2 separate regions of the Mus musculus genome follow, and region 1 is linked to region 2. A link is a contact called in public Hi-C data. All regions are on one chromosome and are shown on one strand. The core of a region is the stretch at or near the end of the contact, and the rest is flanking DNA. Distances in the headings are between cores, read along the strand shown.

Region 1 (7,500 bases), core at 1,764-4,263, 200 kb after region 2:
GCATGTCTACTAATTATCAGTTTGAGGAGAAATCTACCCTGGAGCCTTGGAAGCAGGTTGTGATTGACATTAAGTTTGCTGAAGTGTGGCTGACAGCATCAGTATGGCTGATAGTCCAATAATTAAGAAATGAATAAGAGCATATGTGTTATTATTTTGTGTAAAGTGTCAATAAACTTTAAACTTACTGCTCAAATGCTCCTCTGAGAAAATGAAAGAGCCGTTGTTTCTCCCATTTCCAACACAAGCACACTGAGAAGGTTGAATAAATGCTGAAAAGGGAGATTTATAAATATTTATTATAGAACATCTGATGTAAATTAATGCATACTGACTGTAAATTCAATGCAATTCAATCCGACAACTAGGACCCAGCGATAATAAAAGTCACTTCTAAATCGGAAGTATTTCCTTTAAAAGAGAAGAATCAGATCAGCACATCCCAAAGGCACATCCCAAATGCCTCTGGAACTCACAGGCATTAACGATCTCATTTTAGGATAGTCTGTTTACGCTTACTAAAAGAGCTAAGTCTCTTTTTAGCTTTAGGTATAGTATATTGAATCTACGTTATAAAAATGCATACTTACACAGGAGTCAAAGATTATTACTTTTTTTTTCTCAAGACAGGGTTTCTGTGTAGCCTTTGGCTGTCCTGGAACTCCCTCTGTAGACCAGGTTGGCCTGGAACTCAGAAATCCACCTGCCTCTGCCTCCCAAGTGCTGGGATTAAAGGTGTGCACCACCACTGTCCAGCATGAATCAAAAATTATTTAAATTAAAAAAATATATTAGTTTCTTAGAAACATATGCAATTTTTACAATACCAATGCCAGGCTTTACATCGTAGAGTAAGGTGTAAAATTGGTTTAACACAGAAACAATTCCGTAATAAAATTGTACATTCTCCAAGATTAGTCATATTAATTTATCATAATCATTAAAATTGTCATCCCCCAAACATAGATACAAGTAATAATATATATACTGAGTAAGGTATATTTATATTTATTAATATACATATACATGCATTTAAATATATGTGTGTAAAAACAAATGATGGTAAGTAGAGGCCATGAATTTGGAAGAGAGCAAGAAGGGATATATGGGAGTGTTTAGAAGGAGGAAGAAGAGGGGAAAATGGTATAATTATCATTTCAAATGAAAGAAATACTTTTTAAAATCTGAGGAAAAGGAGATATTTATATTTCTCCATGATAAAAGCATCAAAAAGTAAATGCATATAAATTATCTTTATGTCTTTTAAGTATTCACCAATATGTGTTCTTTCTTACTGCTTTTCAAATACATTTTAGGAAACATATATTTACCATTTTGGACTAGTGCCATAATCATCATATTTCCTACAACTGATTCTCTAAATTAAATGAACCATTAAAAATGAAATCAGAAGATGCATTTATAAAAGGGAAGAATTATTTATATTTGTTTGTGTATTTTTGAAATTGATTTAAAAAGCATTAACAATCTGAGAGGCTGGGGTGTGAAACTTTTGACAGTGGAGTGATGGTGAGCCTTTCATTGATAAGTGATTTATGTTCTAGAAAAAGACACATGATGTCGAGAGTAGCATTTCATGTTGGCTTACAGGACCTTAGCAGGAGACCTCAGATATCTGATTTACAGGATGTTAGCAGGAGAGCTCAGATATCTGAGCGCGAGTTTGAGCATCCGTGTTGACTGTGAGCAAAGGCCATTTGATGAGGAAGCTGAGAATATACTGTAGAGCGGACAATGTCAGCCAGTGTGGAAGTTCATAGCTGCAAGCTGAGCTCTTGGGAAGCTGAGGGGCAAGAAAACTGTTGTGAATTTAAGTAACATATTGGCTTCATGACAAGACCTTACATAAAAATAAAAATTAGAGTCTCAGATCAGAAAACAAGAGTGTAGCAAGTACTACGTTCTTGAGTAAGAAAAGGGAAAATATACACATATTCACATATACTTTTCATCGTTCATGGGAAAATAGAAAATATAGAGATTATACATAAATTTAAAATACAATGTTCATATCCTAAATATTATTTAAAACTCATAAGCGTGATTTGTTGTTCTGTGTATTCAAAATGGCTTATGGGTTTATATTATAATCAAAATATTCATAGTTTGTGATATTATTACAAAGAAATAGTTTACAATTACAAGTCTATTTAGATTTTTAATTCTTGTAAGTTTATTTATTTTATCTTATGTATATGAGTCTCTTGGTTGAATGTGTGTTTGTGTAGCACATATGTGCCTGGTGCCCATGGTGGTCGGAGGAAGGCTTCAGATTCCCTGGAACTGAAACTAGGTGAGAGCTGAGATACAAACCTAGATCTTCAGCAAAAATAAATGCTTTTAACCACTGACCACTGAGAGAGCCAGGATGGATGTTCAGTGTTTGGTCATTACGTAACTAAAGTCAGTCTACACTGCCTCTTGTATGATTTTGTCCTATTTTATTTTTATTTTACCGTAACACACACACACACACACACACAGAAGTATGTATATATGCATATATATATATATATATATATATATATATATATATATATATATATATACTGTGAAAACTAAATGTTTATTGATAAAATATTAAAGATGGATTTGTACTTGAATTGTTTAATAAAAGCGGCATTATTTTAAAGGATGTGTTGACCAGAGCCATTTAATTTATAAAATGTATCTTCAATTATTTAAATTTACATTTGAGCAAATATCATCAGAATGTGTGCTGGTCTGTATATTTGGTGAGTGGATGCCTGATGCAGAAAGAGCTGTGTCCAATGAGAGGTGGCTCACCCTCTGACTCCTCAAGGATACCATGGTCTTAAAGTTAATGAAAAGATGTTAAGATGAGACAGTTTTCACAGGAGAAAGAGCAGTCTGGGTGAATACCTCTTCTGCTCACACTTAGTATCTAAGTCGGGTTTTGATGTAGAGAGCAGTGGCTCAGGGAAAACGGGGATGGGAAGAATCAAAGAGGTGGCACATGGCCACATGGAGTTTCTTCCAGATGACACGAATTAAAACCTACTCACCGTGAAGGCGTTAGAATGGAACAGGCCATAAGGAAGCCATTTGCAATGTCTAAAAATACTTTGCTTATGGACAAATGACACAATGCCATTAGTGAAATGGAGGTTTTAATGACAAATTTTCATTACAGAAATTTAAAACAAAGTGGACATATCTAAGGTGACATCTAGCTCCTTTGTGTCAGCCCTGATAAGTTAAATGCACCTAGTTTATATATTCATATGGAGAGGAAAGCTGTCAAATGCTCGTTTTCAATTTTGGAACTTCAATTTATTTTTAAAATGGATGTATTACAACATAATAGCCTCGGTAACCTCATTTTTTTTTTAACTTCAGTTTTGGCTTGTCCTTGTAGATCTGTTTTCAAGGTCATTATTATGTCACCAGCGAAGGCAAGATGTGTACAACTGTGCTTACAAATTTTATTTTTAGATAATAATTCATTTTCTGAGAATGTGTTTAGTGTATAATCTATCCTTTACTTCTTATCCCTTGTTGCAATATTACAGGGAAACGAATTTTAATGTATATAAGAGGAAATGAGAAATTGGAGTTTCATGCTCTCAAAACTGCCTTGCATGTCTTTTGAGGCTGAGAAGAATAGGGTCTGTGAGCAATTAAAGCCAGGAATGAAGGGAAATTATTCTGGAGGTTATGAAAAGGGATTAGTGGTAAAATTAGGCAGGATCACGTGTCTCTAACCTGCTTGATTATTCTGCGCTCCTTGTTGCCTGCAGGACACAGATAACTGTTTCTGCATTATGTCTTATGAAACTAATGAATGATTCAGGATTGCTATTTTAAATCACCGGTAAAGTAAAAAAAAAAAATACAAGGGCATTATATGTTTTCTTCAAAAGATAAGAAAAACTATTATCAAAGAAATCATTATGCACAACCTATAATGTGCAGAATGCCATCAACATTTTGCATATTTCATGAATCACTGGCTTAGTAAGCTAGTTTCTGAAATAAAATAAAATACATCTAACAATTATATTAACTGGGCTTTCCTTAATCCCAGTATATGGAAACACTTCTGCGAGTAGAGTGGCATTGACTTTCCTAGGATCCCTATGGGACCTGTCAAGAACGAGTGCCAGAATCTTTGCTCCATGAGACTGAACTGGTAGGAAAGAGAAAAAGAATCCAAAGGGATCCCAAAGTTCCTGATGTTTTACTGCCTGGATCAAGTTAACCTTAGCACAAGTAATGCTCACTACAGAAATCAGCATTCATGAATAAAAGAGTTTAAATGGTCAATTTGCCTCTCACACGCAGAATAAAAATAGCCACCAGAGAAGGTGTACCAAAAAATGTCTGCAGGGTTCTAGAAAGTATCAAGTGACAAGTTGACACTGGCCATTAGCTTATCACCCTCTAGTATCTCATATTTTTCTGTCTATAGATAGGCAGATAAAATATCTATATAGATATAGATATAAACTACACACTTGAAAGATTATTGATCAATAGAAATCACATGCATTAAACAGTATTTAAGAGAAAATGTATAACCAGATTTTAAAAAAAATGAAAATCATAAAGTACATTATGTGAATTTTTAATGCTACCACTTTGATTAATTTTTTTCTAATTATTTAATTATAAAATCACTGTGGCTACAGAGTATTTGGATTGTGGTTTTACTCATTTTATTATCTAGCCTTCATGGAGAACAGAGTAGCTTCATATATATACAAGCTCTCTTCATTTGACCCAGTCCATGGCTGAGGAAGGGCAGACTTTTCAAATTCACCATTTATTACCTTGGTCTTTACGAGTTAGCTTGTAAGTTCTATGTGTTATAAAAAGTAACAGGCCCTATCATGGCATTTAAAAATGCACTCTGTTCTTCTGCATCCTAGCCAGCTCCTTTTCTCCCCATTTCACTGGCCTCCTGGCCTCCCAAATCCCCATTTCACCCTCATGGTACAATTAGCTCAGCTCTATCTTTCTTTTGCTTTTTGTTCTTCTCCTTTTCTTCATCCTTAATATCTCATAATCCTCCTTTATGGTTGTCTTTCTAATTTCACAATCTCCACTCACACACATATAAGATCAGGGTCTGGGATTTGAATGACAAAGAAAATGTAGTATTTGTGCTGAGAGATGGCTCAGCCGATGAGGGCATCTGGTACCAAGCTAATGACCTGGGTTCCATCCCCACCCACAGGATGGAAGAAGAAAATCAACTCCTGCCAGCTGTCCTCTGACCATACAACAGTTATGTAGCAGGAACAAATGCACAGACACCTATAGACACCAAAATATCAATAAATGCAATTTTATTTTTACACTTTATTAAAAATATTTTTTCCATACAATATATTCTGATTATGGTTTCCCTTCTCATAGCCTCCTCACCTCTCCATCCACTGAAATTTGCAATAGGAACACATATAATTTTGAAAGATAATGTAGCAATCTTCCCTAATCTGGCCTATTCTAATTAGCACCCCATTTGTATCCATTTTCCCTCAAGTGTCACGATTTCAGTTTTCTTTGGAGATGGAATAAATCCTATTGTGTAGGCATAGCACACTTTCTGCATCCATTTATCTGTGGATGGACAACTAGGCTCTTTTTCTATTACATATCATGCCTAGAGCAATAATATACAGCATTGCACAAGTACCCCTCTAGCAGGAATCAGGAGCTTGTAGCTAAGGTTTGTGGCAGTGCGCATCCATAGTTCTCTGCTGACTGCCCTTCACTCCTGATATAAAAACGGAAATTGAAGAAATGTTGAATTTTTCTATTGAAATAACAAAACAAAGAGAAATTATTATTTTGACATTTGAGCCTGAGCCAAACCATTTACCTTTCTCCTCATATTCTTTTCTGTTTATATATAAATTCTAAAAACTGATGTGCTGTAGTGAATATTGGGAAAATCAAAACAAGACTGTACAGAGAATAAGGTGGAATATCTGTGATTTTTTTATTATTACTATTATTTAGTTTATTATATAATTAGCCACTACTCTTTCCTTTCATCCCTCTAAACTTTCCATATAACCTTCCTTGCTCCCTCTCAATTGCATGGTGTCTTTTAAAGTTAACATATATATATATATATATATATATATATATATATATATATATATATATATATCCATTCATGTGTGTGTGATATGCATACTACAGTGTGGATGTGCACAGCAGAGTATGGATTCAGGGTGTCACTTTTCACTTTCCACCCTGTTAGAGGCAAGGTCTCTCTTGTTTCTGTGACTGCCTGTAGATGAACACTGTAGCATTTACCTTCTTACATAGGTGCTGGGCTCTGATTTCAGGTTGTCGAGTTTGCCCAGAAAGTACTTTGCCCCACTAAGCCCGCTCTCTGGCTCCAAATCAGCAATGGACTTTTAATTTCTCTATACTTTTCTGCTTGTAATTCTTAATGCTGATTATTGAAGTGACAGGACCCAGAATCACCAGGAAAACAAAACTGTGAGTGTGCATAAGGGGTTTGTAGATTGGGCGAGCAGAACTATCCTCACTACAGGCAAGACCCACAATGCCATAGGCTAGAATCCTCCAGTGAGTGAAAGGTAGAAAGCTGAGTAACAGTGGTCCCTGCGCCCTGTTTTGTGACTGCAGATGCAGTGAGACCGACCGCTGCCTTGTATTTCTGCGCCATGTTTGCCCTGGTGGTGCACTGGACCCTCAGACTGTGAGCCAAACTAGACCCTTCCGTCCTTAAGTTGTCATGCATTGTGTTCACAATATTAAAACTGTAGTACACTGCTGTGTATGGATAGGATATTTTCTTTGTCTCTGATTCTCAAAAAATTGTATAAGACCCAAAATACCCGTCTTAAGACTATGGACAGATATAGTTTACATTTTAACTTACCAACTTCTAACATATTTCTTTGAGTTTAAAAAAAAATACGCTTGATACTCTTCTTCTTAACAGAGATTGATGATAAAATATTCACTTTATTTCATTTATTTTAAGGGCTCTTTAATTTATTTGTCAGAATTTATTTAATATTTTCTATTATCTTTCATAATTTAATATGAAATCACTAACATACTTTTCAGTTTATTTCCATTTCAGGATGTTCTTAGTATATTATGAAGTGGAACTTTAATGATATGTCTATTTCTTCTGAATTATTGAATGTCTCTCCGGTCTTTCATTTTGGGATTTTTGCGGAGTTAGTATTTTATGAAGATAGATTTTTATGAAGATGAATTAAGGGTCGTCAAAACTGCCTTCATCTACCCCCTGTGCGGATCGTAGAAAGCAGAATATTAGATTGGAAGCTTCCTTCTGAGTTAGAAGGTCCCGCAGCATCAAAATCCTCTCTGTGTGATCTGAGAATTCTGCGGAAGCATTTTCTGCTTTAAAACCAGCTCCTGTTTCCCTGGGGTTTCCAGCCGCGATTGCAAATGCGGTTCCTGGAGCTACATTGCCCCCATGCGACCGAACAGGAGAACGGC
Region 2 (7,384 bases), core at 3,666-6,165:
CCATCTTGGAAAAACCTAAAAGAATGGACAATTTTCTAGATAAATACTAATTTAAAATGTTAAATTGAGGTCAGAATAGCTATTTAAACAGAAAGGAAAGGAAGAAATCAAAGTATTGTTTTTAACAGATGATGTGATAGTATATATATTTGAGCCTAAAATTCCACCAGGAAAATCTTACAGCTGATAAACACTTCCAGTTAAGTGACTGGATACAAAATAACTCAAAAACAAAACAAAACAAAACAAAACAAAACAAAACAAAACGACAACAAATAGCCTTCCTGTATACAAATGGCAAATGGACTGAGAAAGAAATTAGACCTATTCACAATGGCCTTTAATAATATAAAACATCTTGGAGTAAACCTAACCAAGCTAGTGAAAGACTTGTATGATAACAACTTCCAGACTTTGGAGAGAGCAGTTGAAGAAGAGATATCAGAAGATGGAAAGATTCCCATGCTCAGAGATTGGTCAGATTAACATAGTAAAATGGCCATCCTCCAAAGTACAGTACACAAATTTAATGCAATCCTCATTAAAATCTCACCATAATTCTTTTTTTTTCATTTTTATATTAAAAAGATTATTTATTTCTTTGGAATCATACAAATATCTAGTTTTCTTTTTTCTTTTTTCTTTTTTATTAGGTATTTTCCTCATTTACATTTCCAATGCTATCCCAAAAGTCCACCATACCCTCCCCACCACTCCCCGATCCACCCACTCCCACTTTTTGGCCCTGGCGTTCCCCTGTACTGGGGCATATAAAGTTTGCAAGTCCAATGGGCCTCTCTTTCCAGTAATGGCCTACTAGGCTATCTTTTGATACATATGCAGCTAGAGTCAAGAGCTCCGGGGTACTGGTTAGCTCATAATGTTGTTCCACTTATAGGGTTGCAGATCCCTTTAGCTACTTGGGTACTTTCTCTAGCTCCTCCATGGGGGGGGGGGGCTGTGATCCATCCAATAGTTGACTGTGAGCATCCACTTATATGTTTGCTAGGCCCCGGCATAGTCTCACTAGAGACAGCTATATCAGGGTACTTTCAGCAAAATTTTGCTAGTGTATGCAATGGTATCAGCGTTTGGAGGCTGATTATGGGATGGATCCCTGGATATGGCAGTCTCTAGGTGGTCCATCCTTTTTTCTCAGCTCCAAACTTTGTCTCTGTAACTCCTTCCATGGGTGTTTTGTTCCCAATTCTAAGAAGGGGCAAAGTGTCCACACTTTGGTCTTCGTTCTTCTTGAGCAAGGGAAACACTTCTTCATTGCTGGTGGGAATGCAAACCTCTATAGCAACTATGGAAATCGATATGACAGTTCTTCAGAAAATTGGGAATCCATCTTCTTCAAGACCCAGGTATACCATTCTTGAGTATATACCCAAAGGACACTCCATCCTACCACAAGGACAATTGCTCAACTATGTTCATTATGGCTGTATTCATAATAGTCAGCAAATTGAAACAACCTAGATGATCCTCAACTGAAGGATGCATAAAGACAATGTGGTTCATTTACACAATGGAGTATTACTTAGCTGTTTTTTTTTTTTAAATCACATCATGAAATTTTCAGATGATTGGATGGAACTAGAAAATATCATCTTGAGTGAGGTAGCCTCTCTCAGAAATACAAATATGCTATGTATTCACTTGTAAATGGATATTAACCATTAAGTAAGTGATAATCATGCTACAATCTATAGTTCCATAGGGGTTAGGTAATGATGAAGGCTCTAGAAGGGGATGAGTGGATCGTCTTGGGAAGGAGAAATAGAATAGATTTTGCAGGTGGAGTGGGAGTGGGTGGGGATAGGAGAGGGAGGGATCAGGTTGAGAGTCAGGATGGAGGAAGATATTATTGTAGAAATGGCTGGAATTGGGAGGCAATCAGGGTGTGGTGTGGAAATCTAGTGCAAGGCAAATTTCTGGATGATTCTAATGAGGACTCCTAGTAATAGAGGATACAGAGTCTGGACTGGTCATCTCCTCTAGCCAGACAAGGTTTCCAGTGGTTAGACTGGGCTGCGTTTGGTTCAGTTGGTGGTATAGGAGTTTCCATGCGGAGCTCTCCAAAGAACTCATCCTGATATTAGGGTAGAAAGTTGACCTCAGAAAACTGACAATACAGCCCCATTGCTAAGGATGACATCCATACAGCACATTCAACATAGAGAAATCAAACTGTTAAAGAGATCCACAGCTACCCATTATGCAGAGAGTCGAAATTAGAAGTCTCCACTGGGTTCCTCTTTTCAGAGATCAGAGAATCCTGTGGATGGGGCAGAATGATTGTAGGAAACAGAGGGAATGGAGGATGTGAGGAGAACATGGTCCACTGAATCAACTAAGCGGGACTGTCTCATAGGGGCTCACAGAGATTGAAGAGGTAAGCATAAGGTCTGATTGGATCTTCAGCAGTCCTCTGCACATATGTTGTGTCTGTTAGCTTGGTGGTTTTGTGGGACTCCTAATTGTTGGAGTGGGTGTATCTCTGTCTCTGGACTGTTTCCCTCCAGTTGGATTGTCTTGTTTAGCTTTTGGTATGAAGGCTTTTGCCTTGTCTTACTGTGTTTTGTTTTGTCATGTTTGGTTGTTGTCTCCTGAAGGTCTGCTCTCCTTTAAAGAGAGACAGACTGGGAGTGCATCTAGGGGTGGAGGGGGGAGAGCAAAGGTGGGAGGGAAGCTGGGAGAAGTGGAGGGAGGGAAAACTGTGGTCAGGATGTATTGTGTAAGAGAAGAATCTATTTTCAATAAGAACAAAAAAGAAAAACACTATGATTGAAAACAATTCAGTTGACTGCCTAAATAACTAAAAATCCATCTTTGTATCAAAGTGGTTTATGACAGGAAGAAAAGACAAATATATATGCGTGTAAAATAGGTGCATTTCCCCCATTACAGCATTCTTGTTATTATGAAAAATTTCTTTTAAATTTTATCATGAGAGAAGACAGAAAAGTGGTTAGTGAGAAAAAAACTACCTCAAGTATATTTATCTTGCCCGCTAGTGCCACCAACTGCCATAAGAAGGGGAAATCAACTTTGTTTATTGTTTTATCCACATCTCTGTGTATCTGTGTGTTTGTGTGTGAAGGGGTTCTGGCAGAGGCCAGAGAGGATGTAGAATCCCCTAGAATTAGAGTGGTTGGTAACCCCCTACCATGAATGTTGGGAAATGAATTAAGCTCATCTGTAAGATCATGAAGTGCCTTTAACCTCCTAAGCACAAAGAGGGCAACTTTAAACACTCAGTTGATGCCTAACAGATGTTATTAGTTTTGCCTGAAGTCAAGTGGCTGTGAGACTAATATGAAGCATCTGACTTATTTTTGACTAGTGTTAACAAATTTTGTGTAAAGTTCAAAAAGCAGAGACTCATTGACAATGAAGGGTATAAGGTAGTTTTCTATAGAAATTGAGGATTATGGGAACATGATAAGACAGGTGGAATACTGAAGCTGGTGAGTGCAAGGGCCGGCACCATTACTTATGAGACACTGATGACTTCCACTTGAGGCACCTCTGCTGTGCCCTGGTTGATAGACTGATGCAATCCTTCTTTATGATTTGTCCTTTCGAGAGCAGTATGTGAGCAAGGTAAAGTCTGATAGAGCTAGAGTATGGTCACCACCTGCTTCTGAGTCACTACTGCTCCCACAAAGAAAGAGCATGTTAAATGGTGCTACAAGTTTTTAGGCTGGTGCTTACCTTTCAATGACAAGGTCAATATGGCAGCAAGTAGGATTTCATTATAATTTAAATATAGCCCTTTTTTTTTCTGGACCTTGTGGTACAGGTCTGTAATCTCTGCTACCGAGGAGGAGTGGAGGTTGGAGAGTGGTAGATATCTGTCTCTCCAGGTTAGAGAGCAAGTTCAAGTTCACCTTGAGAACTAATGAGAGAGCTAGAATACAACCCAGCAGTGGGACACCCGTCTGGCATTAGGTTCAATCCACAGGATGCTGCCAAGATGCATGCTATTACTGTATCCTCATTATTGTGAGCCAGACTGACTGACAGAGGATGCTGTGCATTCCCTGCTGCAAACTACCAAACACAAAGAGGTCAGCACCAGTGCACCGGAACAGCATGCTACTCAAGAAGAGTTCTCCTCTAACATGAGTTTTGTTAAAGCCTCCTGCCACATCCATCAGATTTCCATTTGGTTTGATTGGAGTGTTGAAACAATGAGACTGTTGATTTTGCTTGTTCTTACCCTTCTTCAAAATCCAGTTAAAGTCTAATTTCTCTTCCTAGAGACTTTCATGAGCACATGTTGACATGTAATGACATGGGTACAGAGACCTATGTGTATCTGTGCGGATAAGCACATTCTGCACATATGGATCCATGAACACAATTGTGGATGTGCACAGACAGATACAGAATTCTATGCATGTCTGTGTGCATAAATACACTTTGTACATATAGAACCATGAGAACCCTTGTGTATGTGAGCTGACATGAATACAGAGCCATAAGGTGTGGGGAAGGATGAGGGATACTTTTGTTCAAAATGCTGTTTTATTATAGCACTGGATCTCTAAAATTTGTAATGGTTCAATGTCTTTAATAAACAGTTAATATCTGTGCTCCCGAGAAAGTCCAATATCCTAAGCTAGTCAAAATGCATCATTTTTAATACTCAGAATTCCCGAGGTAGAACAGTGATATTTTTCATATAAAAATTCTGCCTTTGGGGCATCAAGCTTTTTCAGCTTTAAATAAGACAGAATTGATTTTGCTGCAGCAGCCTAGTTTTTTTGTGTGGACCTATGTTAAGATAGTTTTTTTTAATTAAATGTCAAATCCAGCTTGGCACCAGAGATGCAGGGTGTGCTTGATGTTTGAGGAAAACTGTCAGCCTGTCTCTCCATGTCAAATTGCCAGCTGCCTGCCCATAATTAGTTTGGGCTAAGGGCTCACTGTTTGGCTGAACCTCATATCACAAATGGCTCAACACTGTGTGACTTGGGGGAGAATGGGAGGCAAACTATTTGTCTTTGAGAGACTGAATTTTATACCTTAAATTATTTAAGGTTACTTTGGAAACTTTTCGTATAGTTGCAACAATAAGTCAGAAATAGCATTCAGAGGAAGGCATGAAAAAGGAAAGTGGAAATCCGGTTTAAGGGCAATTCTTAATGACTTACCGGATCTGTTACTATTGTATAAAGAGAAGACTTTAATTCAATCTGTCATGTGTTTTTAAAATTAATTAGTATGGTTTTCTTCTTTGTTTTTTGAAAATTCCAAGCTGAAAACTAAATAGTCAAGGTACCTGACTCCTGTCTTAATTCTTTAAAATGCTCTCTCTAAGATGATTCATTTTTTTTCAAGATGACATCGTCTTCTAATAAATTAGAAGGCAGCTGCAATTATCCATGTAATTAAAGCCTCCAGCTCTTCATAAAAGTCGATAAACCAAAAGGAAAAGGATGAAGCACTTTCTTTACTTAGGAGACCAAGAAAGAAGAGACACACTGTGGGCTCAGCAAGGAAAAGCAGGCACTGAAAGAGAACTAACTGACTGATAGATGACAAGATTGCCTTCCCCTGAGATAGCAGTTCTGCCCAGGCAGAACTAGGAACTACTTTTTATGCTAAAGGCCTTTATTTATTTGGCTTGTTTTTTGATCAAAATGCACAACACTCTCCTCTTTCCTTTAGAATTCGCTTAATTTTAATCCTTGTGCTTTCAACTTTTCTGTTCTCTCATTTTTAAATTGTAAAAAGAGGGGTTTAAAACTGTAGCCTGACAATAGTTTGCTTTTATTACATCATTAGTCTATTTATGTGTGATATAACCACTAATGGGTTCACATTTCATTTGTCACCCACTTTTGGTCTCTCTCTCTCTCTCCTCTTTTTCTTTCTTACATTTGATTAATTTATCTTTTTCTATTTTTCCCTTCTCTTATGGTAGAACACATGCATATCTGCTTTAGATGGTTGTAGGAATTTAAATGTAAATATTAAACTTGTGAGATTCTGCAGTGAATGTCTCACTTAATCTTTTTCCAGGAAAATAGAAGGATCCAGGTTCAGTCATCCGATCTGAAATGTGTAATGACACTTTTTGGCACTGGAAGATTCTGCTGCCCAGGTGTTTAATGGAGTTGGCATTTGTCTAGGTTTATGCACACTTCCTTCCACTGCCTTCTGTGTCTTTTTCCTTCCTTTACAATAGGTCATTTTTTGAGACTACTTTGCATTGGTGGTCTTAGATTTCTTTTTGCAAAGTCTGCTGGTGGCATGCTGCTATTTTTGTTTGTTTGTTTGACTGAAAAGTTATCTTTGTATTTCTCAAGCACATATTTTACAAAAAAAAAAAAAAAAAAAAAAAAAGGCCTTTGTTTATCCTACCCTAACCATAGCAAAACCAAATGGAGCTCTATCTCTTTCTACTCCATATTATCTTCTCATCTTAGTCGAGTTCTCCATCCTGGAGATTCCAGCGCGTGGACAGCCTCCTCTGACATCCTCACACTGCTCACATGGGAGGAATGAAGCCCAAGCAGAGCTTGAGAAGAACTTAGAAAAGGCTCACACCATCCACTGGGTGGAGCATAGGGTTCCCAATCCCCAGTGAAGGAGCTAGTGAAAGTACCCAAGGAGCTGAAGGAGTTTGCAGCCCAATAGGAGGAACAACAATATGAACTAACCAGTACCTCCAGAGCTCCCTAGGACTAAACCACCAACCAAAGAAAACACATTGTGGGACTCATGGCTCTAGCTACATAAGTAGCAGAGGATGGCCTAGTTGTTCATCAATGGGAGGAGAGGCCTTTCGTCCTGTAAAAGTTCTATGCCCCAGTAGAGGGGAGTGCCGAGGCAGGAAGCTGGAGTGGGTAGGTTGGTGAGCAGGGGTAGGGGGTGGGGTATAGGGGGTTTTCACACTGGAAACCAGGAAAGGGGATGACATTTGAAATGTAACTAAAGAAAATATCTAATAAAAAAATTCATAAAAAGAAAAAAGTAAGTCAAAAAAGAGTTGCTCTGGTCATAGTGTCGCTTCACAGCAATAAAATTCTTTTTTTTTTTTTTTTTTTTTTTTAGTTTTAAACAATTTTTTATTAGATACTTTCATCATTTACATTTCAAATGCTATCCCAAAAGTCCCCTATACCCTCCCCCTGCCCTGCTCCCCAAACCACCTACTCCTGCTTCCTGGCCCTGGCATTCCCCTGTACTGGGGCATATAAAGTTTGCAAGACCAAGGGCCTCTCCTTCCAATGACAGCCAACCAGGCCATCTTCTGCTACATATGCAGCTAGAGACATGTGCTCTGGGGCTACTGGTTAGTTCATATTATTGTTTCTCCTATAGGGTTGCAGACCCCTTCAGCTCCTTTGGTGCTTTCTCTAGCTCC

Evidence for each region. Hi-C and Micro-C count contacts between places; a contact is called where the count stands out from the background.
Region 1: a contact with region 2 is called in a Hi-C map of cerebellar granule neurons, with 4 times the contacts expected there. The contact joins two enhancer-like sites. A contact is called at or near these places in 1 of 15 datasets of contacts at CTCF or cohesin (pro-B cells) and 8 of 484 Hi-C or Micro-C datasets (cerebellar granule neurons, cerebellum, cerebral cortex and 3 more).

The regions. Positions count from the first base shown.
Region 1 is chr3:124,267,703-124,275,202 of GRCm38.p6, forward strand. No RefSeq gene overlaps it. Among named protein-coding and RNA genes, the nearest start is that of Tram1l1, 50 kb to the right of the region's middle. Within about 2 kb of position 3,014, at least 3 of the 459 cell types and tissues checked have an H3K27ac peak or open chromatin away from gene starts, as enhancers often do. A contact at or near this core is called in cerebellar granule neurons and cerebellum, where this site is marked.
Region 2 is chr3:124,063,271-124,070,654 of GRCm38.p6, forward strand. No RefSeq gene overlaps it. Among named protein-coding and RNA genes, the nearest start is that of Gm40144, 59 kb to the left of the region's middle. Within about 2 kb of position 4,916, at least 6 of the 459 cell types and tissues checked have an H3K27ac peak or open chromatin away from gene starts, as enhancers often do. A contact at or near this core is called in cerebellar granule neurons and cerebellum, where this site is marked.